Linked DNA regions of Gossypium hirsutum: region 1 is linked to region 2. The links are chromatin contacts, called in public Hi-C maps. All regions are on one chromosome and are shown on one strand. The core of a region is the stretch at or near the end of the contact, and the rest is flanking DNA. Distances in the headings are between cores, read along the strand shown. Region 1 holds the start of LOC107895060. Region 2 has its middle 23 kb from the start of LOC121213409.

Region 1 (5,186 bases), core at 1,891-4,390, 580 kb before region 2:
GTTTACATAAATTCCGGTACAATTATCCAATTCCTGCTTGTTATGGCTATATGACCCTGTATTCACACTTTAATGTCTCTCAAGATACAAAGTTGGTGCCCCATTCAGCAGCACTGGACTTGGATCTTTCTTTCCTTAACAAAATTTCTAATATATGATCTCTCTCTTTCTCTGTGTCTCTCATAGTACAAAAATACTGAGGGCTCGTCTCAATTATATATATAGCAATCATTATTTTGCGGTTTCATATATTTATCACTAACATTTGCCATTGATCGTACATTATAGTATTCATTAGGTTGAAAACTATGGAATCACTTAATCATGAGACCAAAAATGCATCCCCCAGCATCTGTATCAGCAAGAAGCGTCAAGTTTTCGTTTGGAAATGATTCCTGCGGCAGCAGGTTTGGAAGATTTTGAGCAGGATTGATGAAGTAGTTGCCTCAAGGGTTCGTCGTTAAGGGATCGTCGCTCGGAAGTACCAGACCATTTCATCTGCATGAAGCTTCGCTTTCTCCAAGGACCCATATGCAGTTTCTTCTCCTCCATTGACCTTTTGGCAGCATCGCACATCACTCCCACGATAGGGTTGAGGTACTCAGTTTTGCCTACGTAACACAACGGTAATTTGTCTACCAGTTTCATGTACTCGTCGCATGCTTTCGCGATCTCGAATTGGTCCCTGAATTCCAATTCGATTACAAGTGGGATTTGCTTCTTTCGCCCTTGTGTGCTTGCCATCACCTCGATGTATTCATGTGACCCTAATGAATAAATCCTGAATCTTCAGTTTCACACGAAAAACAACATAAACACGACACGAATAATTTAAAGAAAACCAAACCTGCGGGATAGTTTTTGGTGTGTTTCCACTTAGAAACACAGAGAGTGGCCTTAAGGCCTTTGTGACAAAGCAGATTTATAACTCTCTTGCGCAAGCAGTTGATGCAACCAATATCAAAGCTTAAGGTTTGATATTGATTAATGCAGCTACAAAACTCCGTCTCTTTGGCTTCCTCTATTATTCCATTAACTTCTTGCCGTAACTTGGAACCTATTAACATATAACGCTCTAGTATTTCCTGGAAGGCAACTCTAATTTCAGACTGAATCCGATATTCGATTTTTAACATGACATCTTCATGCAACTTTCAAGAAATGAAATCTAATGCAAAGCTAGGAATTTTTTGTTTTAGCATCCATATATAATCATTTAAATTCAGAGAAATCAAAATAAGATACTAAGACCACTGCTTCACCCTGAATAATTTTATTATTTGAATTCAATATCTCTCACAACTTTATTTATTCTCATACCCACTTTTTAATTATAGCCAAGACTTTGCTTCCAACTTAGGTGATATCAGTTCAACCCCCTCCCTCTCTCAATATTATAATCATAAAAAATTTAATTATGTACTCAATATTTAAAAAAGTAAAAATAAAAATTAAGTATAGTCTATTTTGGCCATTTTTAGTGTTTGTACATTTTTTTAATTTTATAATTTTAATCTTGATCAAATGGTAACTGTTAAATTTTGTTAAGTTAAATTCTACTATTTTTAAAATCTTATACGACAAACACATAATCACATGTATAATGTCATGTCAATTTTTTGTTTTCATATATTATTTATTTATAAAAAAACATGTTACTTTAATTAATGGATTTGATGAGTACCATATAAATTAGAACTAGAATTTTTTATTTTAAAATATAAAGGCTAAAAATGATCAAATTGAATAATAAAGACTAAATCAACAACTTACATATTATTTGGATTAGGACTAAAATTTTAAAATTTGAAAAATATAAAAACTAAAATTGACTGAAAATTTTAACCTAAATAACAATAATGGTTTTTATCAGTTCAAACTTTATATACAGCATTACATATATAAATTAGTAATTATTAGGCTGGATTTCTGTTTTGGATGAATATAAGGCTGGAGTTGAATGAATAAAAGAATATCATCCATTCATAAAAAGGGGATCACATTAGTAACCAAACATGTGGATTAATTAGAATCATTCATTTGAAAAACAAGCACACCATAATCCAACCACAAATTTAATAATTTAGATTATCAGTAATTTAAAAAATAAGAGAAAAGAAAATCAAGCTTTTAATGGAAGTAAATTAAGGGTCGTATAAATTTTCGTGGTTCGTAGATACACCTATCAATTGCTTAGGTTTATTCCTGTGAATTGAAAGCTACTCCATTATTTGTCTGCTATTTCAGATTTTTCATCACTTGAAACCATTACCAGGAAAATAATATCATGATATCATTTTGAAAAAAAAGCCCCACACTAAAATACAATATTTTCATTTTCACACTTAATATTATTTTACTACTTTCAAACATTATAATTTATAATTCGATTCTTTTTAGAAATTTATAATTTAATTCGTACTCATCTGCCTATTTATCTATCTATTTATATTCAATTTATTGATTAATTTGTATTAAAGAAGAGAGTGTGAATAGAATATGAAAGAGTTTTATTAGATTTGTGTTTTAACATTCATAGATGACGATATTCACCATTATTTCTTTACATTAACAACAATCTGATTAAAAAGAAATTATTTAAATTGTATGATGATAAAAGAGAGATAGAAATGTACCTGAAGCAAGGCCTGCTGGGATTCCCAGTAAAGGGTGTGTTGGATAGAATCATTGGATTCATTACCATCTGATCCATAGCCATCGGTTGTTGCATCATTAACACAACTACCATCTGATTCGGCAAAATCATTGTACAAAAACTCTGAAACTTTCTCTTCAAGGCTTTTATTATTATAATTATTATTAAGCCCAGGTTTTTGACGAGCATGATCGTGATCACGATGCTGATGGCCATTCAATTTCTGATCAAGAGCCTTCTCTTCTATGAGCTTACCCATAATCTCCTTTTCTAACCACAATTGAAAAACTAAACTAAAAATGAAGAAAGAGGAGAAAGAGAGAGAGAAAGAAAGAAAAAAACAACAACAACAACAGAAGAAAAGGCTCTTGCACAAAATATCCAACACGAGGAAGGCATGTATATATATTACCTTACATTAATGCCACATCAGCTTCAATAACATACATATTGTTTGTATTCTTGTTGGTTCGCACATTCAGTTTGCACATTCGGTTGTAATGTGCACAATATTTATTAATAATAAAATATATTTTTTTATGCATATTAATTTTATCAGCTTGAATACATCTCAAAAATCATTGAAATGAGTGTATTTATAAAAAAAATTATTTTTTAAAATTTAGTAAAATAATACACTAAACGCATTTCTTTTAAAATGATAATTAAATAATTTTTAATTAATAGCAATAAATCAATACCCATTATTAACAGAATCAATTTATGATTATTTAATTGTTTTCGGACAATTTTCTTAAAAATATAAAATTACTTAAATTCTACAATCTAATTTTATGCTTGGTTATGCTCTGCTTTGTCTTTTATTCAGATATCCAAGTTTTTTTTTTCCACTTTTAAACAAGTAATTTCCATATATTATAAACTTTATTTCCTTTTAATAATTTATATCATTTTAATTTTTTATAAAAAATTTCCATTTTATTCATATTTAAATGCAATCATGTTTCTTAAATTTGTTGTTTTTTTACCGGAAACGCCCATTCCTAAATAACCCTTTTAACTTAGCATGGACACCAATACCTCCATATATTTAGTCTCGTTTTCTCTTTCCCTCTGGTTTGGGTATTCAAAAGTTACCTCCATATAAAGTGTTTCGGATTTAAATTGGGTTATACTTAACTTTTTGAGATAATTTTTTCTAGTATTATTTTCTTTAATCATAAGCTCCGAATCGAAAATCTTATCTAAAAAAATTAAATTTCTTATTATTAAATTTAAGATATATCTTTTTACCCTCAACTTATATACAAATAATCCAAAAAATTAAAGATATTGTAGCAGAGAAGATTAAATTAATGATACAAAACTGAAAGAAGAAAAATCCAAAGTGAGACAAAGAAAAAAAAATGAAATATGTAAATTAAAGAAACCACAAAGATGGGTGGACCAAACTTTTCTTTCTCCTCTAATAGTCACAAAAATCTTGTTTTATCTCCTACACTTTCATAGCATACTCCCAAGTATAAACCTACAATATTGCATGTTTATAGCACTATACATATTGAGGATGGAATTTAAATAGAGCATGCATCATCAAAATTGAAATAATTTTACATCCATACAATGATAATTGAATTTAAATTATTCTTAAAAAATAAAATAGATATCTAACTAATAAAATATAACTTGTACATCTATATTTAATAATTTAATAGGTGAATTTAGTGCAAATAAACTCATAGTTATAATTGCAAGGCCTATGTAACTCAAATCTCTAATTTTACATTCAATTTACTTATTGTATGAGTAAAGTTTTAAATTGTATTACATTCATTAATTTAATTAATGTATTTAACGATGAAATAATTAAATAAATTATTAAAAATTTGTCAAGCATTATTTATATTAATAAAATATGAATATAATGCATAGATTATTAAAATATTATTATAAATATAGAAAAGTTATTTTAATTTTATATTAGTATTATATTTCTTTGTGTATATAACTAAGAACCTATGATGATGTTTACTCTTGTTATTGAAATAGAAAGAAAAAAAAAACCCGAAAATATGATTCTCTTAATAGAGAAGTTTTAATTTTACTCTTTTTGGACGTTTAAGAAGAAAATAGATTGTTTTCGTGATCCATCATAACTGAAAAAGCTAGACGGAAGCATGTTTCGTACTTCTTGTCATTTAAATGTAAGCCTAAATTATATTGGTTACCAGATTGTTTTTATTTTTATAATTTAATTACAAAAATTTTCAATTTCTTTTATATATATATATATATATATGATATTTTGGTCACTTTTCCCCTTAATTCATTTACAGAACATTAGTCTAACTTTTTTCTATTAGCATAATAATAAATTTAGCTCCTAATTTTTACACATTTTGAAAATTTGGTCTTAGTTTTAAAAAAGTTTATACAAATTTAACTCTCAATATTCACACATCCTTTTAATTTAGTCCTAGTTCTAAAAAATTGGAAATAATTTAAAATAAAAAAATTAATTAAAAAATTATTTTTTGATAAATATTTAAAATTCTATAAAAAATCAGAA
Region 2 (4,863 bases), core at 385-2,884:
CTTTTCATAACAAGTCCGAGATCAGAGCAACGATGGAAGCAAAACCTTTTATAAAGCATTGGTAGTACCCTATAATACCAAGAAAGCTACAGACTTCCCGTAATGTTGTGGGGACAGGCCAATCACGTATCGCCTTGATTTTAGCCGGATCAACAGCTAAACCCTCCCTTGAAATGATATGTCCCAAATACTCAACTGTAGGTTGCCCAAATGTGCATTTGCTTCGCTTGGCAACAAATCCAGTCTCCTGCAATCGTAAGAGGACTTGCCGAACATGCTCCAAATGGTCCTGCCACTAACGACTGTAAACTAGTATATCATCGAGAAAGATCATCACAAATTTGCTTTAAAATGGGCAAAAAATATCATTCATCGTAGCCTGAAAAGTAGATAGAGCATTGGTCAAGCCAAAAGGCATGACAAGAAATTCGTAGTGGCCCTCGTGTGTGCAAAGTGCAGTTTTGTGAACATCGGCAGCCTAAACTCTAATTTGGTGGTAGCTAGCAAGCAAATCAAGCTTTGAGAAAAACTGAGAGTTGCCCAACTCGTCAAACAATTCATCGGCCGTTGGAATACTTGTCTTTGACTGTGACGGTGTTCAACGCTCTATAATCCACATAGAATCACCACGTGCCATCCTTTTTCTTGAAGAGGATGACCGGAGAAGAAAATAGACTAGTGCTCCGACGGATTAAGTTCTAATCCAACATCTGTTGAACTTGGCGTTTGACCTCTGCTTTTTGGAAATATGGATAACGATAAGGGTGAACATTGACTAGCTTTACATCTGGTTGGAGATGTATGGCGTGGTCATTTTGTCGAGTAGGTGGAAGGCCCTGAGGGGGAACAAATATTGACTCAAACTCTTCCAAGAGAGCTACCATGTCAGTCGACTCAACCGAAGGCTCAACCAATGGTGTTTGTTGAAGATGCAACAGATAACACGTGGCAATGACGTTTGCGTCAGCCATCCGACAAAGAGACTGCATATGAACCTGTTAAGGAACTGAACTAGACTCACCCAACCAATGAATGTCGATGGTGCCTTGTCGAAATTGAAACGATAATTTGGAGAAATCCATTATTATTAAACCCAAAGTAACTAGCGACGCGACCCCAAGAACCAATTTGGTACCTTCCAAGGGAATCACATAAAAGTCTATCACAATTTCAGTCCCTTGAACACGTAAACGAAGATCCTTGATACACCCCCCATTCTACAGTTTTTGACTATTGCCTACCATGACTCTAAAATTAGAAGTAGATGTAATCGAAAGTCTCAAATGCTTAGCCACGCGAGACTGAAGATAGAATTATGCGTATTACCGCCGTCGATGAGAATTTGAACCTGATGACCAGAAATGTTCCCTACGACTCAAAAGGTATTAGGGTGAATACAACCTGCCAAGACATTCAAGAAAACCAAGGATTGATCCTGACCAGATTCATCAATGTCATCACCGTCCCAGGTAACAATGAGTTGTGGTGGTTGTGGTAGAGTTGAAACAACGGATGTGCCTTCATCATCCAAAAGAAATAGTTGAGGGTCTTGAATTTATGCCCAGGCATATACTTGGCATCATAGTAATAACACAGCCCCTTTTCACAGCGTGCTTAAGCTTCAGCCGAAGAAATATGTCGAGGCATTGGAATAGTGGAAATTGCTGGATTGGGTTGATCTACTGGAGGGGGACAGCCCGGTTGAAACTTAGGCCCAGTAACAACTAGATTGGGAGTGGGTAATAATGGTGGTAGCTTGTTGGAGGAGGCCCGACCCAATTGCCGTTTATCGTGTAAACGAGCTTCCTAAAATCAAGAAAGTGCCTGAACCTTGATCATAGAAGAAGAACAATGACTAAACACCTCATTCTTGATATCTTCCTGCAAGCCTGATATAAAGCAGTGCATTAAAAACTAATCGGATAAATTATGAGTACGTAAAGCTAAATCCTCAAACTAAGATTGATAATCCTCCACTGTCGTTGTTTGAGTCAGTTTGGATAATTGTCCCGTTGGTGATTCAATTTCCAAAACAATGAATCGCTTTCTAATCGAGTCAACCAAGTGATTCCACCCGGCCAGATGCCATCGGTATTACATCCACCGAAACCATTTGTTCGCCGTGCAATCCATTTCGAAAGAAGCCATAGTGACGCGGTGATGGTCTTCCATACCGTAGAACTCAAAGAAATCATGGGCCGATGCTAACCATTCCTCTGGATCTTTCCCAGTAAACAAAGGAAGTTCCACTTGAACAAGTTTTGGAGCAAAGGGAAAAACATCATCTGAATTGGCGCGAACCTTTACCTTTCCCCGCACCACACTGTTATCGATGGTGACGTCGCTTCCTCTTGATGTAATTGCCGAGATTCCCAACTGGGCAGAGATGGCGTGTAACTAACTGGGCATATCCTGAAGTGTGAGTTGGGTAGTTGCGTTCCATTGTTCCTGAGTCGTAACATGATTTTGTAACAAGGTGAGAACCTTGTCATGGTGAATTGTAGAGTCTTAAAGGGCTTTAATGGATTCAGAATGATTCACCATGAAGAATATCAATGAAAGCACCAATTTGTTATGATCAGATTTGAAAAAAAATAGTGTAGAAATTGAAAGAATTAGATGAGGAAGAAAAAAGCTTAGATTTCAATGAAAAGAGTAAATTTAGGTTTTTTCATATGCCCTCAGGGCTTACACACGCGTCTTATTTATAGGTTGTTCCTTAAGATAGGACAAAATCCATTAGAGAGGTTGGAATTCTTCTTTCCCTCTTGCTCCTGCGTGGTTCCACTTAACTTGGCTCATCCACCTGTCCTGTATTCTTAGTAGCAAGTGTGACAAAATCCTGCAACTCCAAAAAATAAAAAAATCAATGCGAGCAATCAACGAGGATGGAGGTTTCTTAACCTAGCCCTCAGCCTCAAATCCATCCCTTCATCGTCTCACAAGCTAATTTGCTACTTCATTAGCTGTACGTCTCACCTTTGACAACTGAACCTTGTAACATTTAGAAACTAAATCATCAAAATCCGCAAGTGAAGGTCTAAGCTGCCATCATATTCATCAATTGCCATTATTGACTCAGACTCTAAAATAATATCTTTATTGCCATGTTCCACAGCTACTAACAACCCTTTCTCACAGCCATCGTTTCAACAATTAAAGCATCATCAACACAACCTTCATGTTCTGTAGCATGAGTCAAGAATAAAATAGAAAATAGAAATTATTAGTGTTAATAGAGAAGACAGTTGGATGTAGGAAGAAATTGAAAAGACTCCTATTGAGAAATAAATCTGAGATATTCTTTAAATTGTAACGATGATAGGTCAAAGTAAAATTAAGTAAAAGTTGAGGGGTTAAAGTGAAAATTTCAAAACATTGAAGGACTAAAAGTGCAAAGGTGGAAAGGATCAATGTGTAAAATAAATTAATAATTAAGGATTAAATTAAATAAGTGGATCAATATAAAGGGGTTAAATCATAATTTTATCAAATTAAATGATAATTAAAAGAGAGAATTGTAAATAGTATTGAAAAGTAAAATAGTCATTTCCCAATTAAAATAATTATGATTAAACATTATGATAATTATGAATATTGTTAATCTTAATTTTATCAAATTAAGTGATAATTAAAGGAAGGAAATATAGAGAATATTGAAAGATAAATTAGTCATTTCTCAATTAGAATAATTATGAATATTTTTATTAGATTTTGATTAGTTAAGATTATTTTAATATTATTTTATTTTTGATATTTTATTAATTAATTAAATTTTAAAAAATAAAAAAATGATAGAAAATTTCTTTCTTTCTTAGCCTTGTCGTCCATATTTTTTATGAAGAGAGAGTTTTCTTTTCTTTGTAATTTGATCCTTTTCATCAAAACTCATTATTTTCATCTAGAAATTAAAAGAATTTTCATAGCCACTAAGAAGGAAAAATGGTGAAAAGATGGTAAACATCAATATCAATTTGGATCCAAGAAACAAAGAATTGGAGGAGAGAGAAAATAAAGCTAAGGCAAGATATCAAGAGAACAATGTAAGAAATTCAAGTATTTCTTATATAATTCATTTTTAGTTAAAGTAGTGACATGAGAAAGTGATTTTAGTGTGAGTTTTGATTATGAATTTTATGTTTTCATGAAGTAGAAAAAGAGAAGAAACGATGGAAGTATTGGAAGCAAAGTAAAGGTGATGAATGAAAAAAGTGAAGAAGGAAGAGAATTAAAGAAAAAATAGTGAAATTTTAGTCAAAGAGATTTAAGTAAATAAACCGAGTCGAGTGAAATTATAACAAAAGGACTAAATTGAAAAGTCTACAAAATTTTAAGTGTGGAATAAAAAATTATGACAAAAAGATTAAATGAAGTGTTAAGTGTTAGTGAATTAATTACAAAGTGGAATTTAAGTGAATTTCTAATGATACGCGAGTTTCATATTTGAAAGGACCAAATTGTAAAATATACAAAAGCGACAAAGTGTACTAAAATTTTGAAATAAAATATTCAAGTGTAGTGATATATAGAAGTGAAGTGAACACCAACTGAAAGGATGATGATTAATGAAAGATATGCTAGTAGAGACTAAATCAAAAAGATTGTAAAATAAGTGAAGTGAAATTTATGCAAAGAAGACTAGATAGTAAAGTGATCAAAATTTGATATGTGTAATAAAGTGTTAATGGAGAATTTTAATGAAATGTTTATGGTAGTATGTTTCAATGCTAAGTGAGATTAAAGTGACATGTCATTGAATATTAAATTTTATGAAATTAAGGAATAAATTGCAAATGTGTAAAAGTAATAGGTGAAATGTAACAATACCTTAGCAGTGGATATGGAATTTTATGAGTCAGTGTG

The links. A called contact is a pair of places that touch in the nucleus more often than the background predicts.
Region 1: a contact with region 2 is called in a Hi-C map of leaf, with 2.5 times the contacts expected there. The contact joins the promoter of LOC107895060 here to the enhancer-like site in region 2. A contact is called at or near these places in 2 of 34 Hi-C or Micro-C datasets (both in leaf).

Annotation. Positions count from the first base shown.
Region 1 is chrA13:82,617,989-82,623,174 of Gossypium_hirsutum_v2.1, reverse strand. It overlaps LOC107895060, which reads right to left and starts at 3,140. Exons shown (of 3, transcript XM_016820260.2): 1 at 2,637-3,140; 2 at 848-1,085; 3 at 1-767. The coding sequence starts at 2,915. The coding sequence ends at 358.
Region 2 is chrA13:82,036,487-82,041,349 of Gossypium_hirsutum_v2.1, reverse strand. No RefSeq gene overlaps it. Among protein-coding and RNA genes, the nearest start is that of LOC121213409, 23 kb to the left of the region's middle. Within about 2 kb of position 1,634, at least 9 of the 9 cell types and tissues checked have an H3K27ac peak or open chromatin away from gene starts, as enhancers often do. A contact at or near this core is called in leaf, where this site is marked.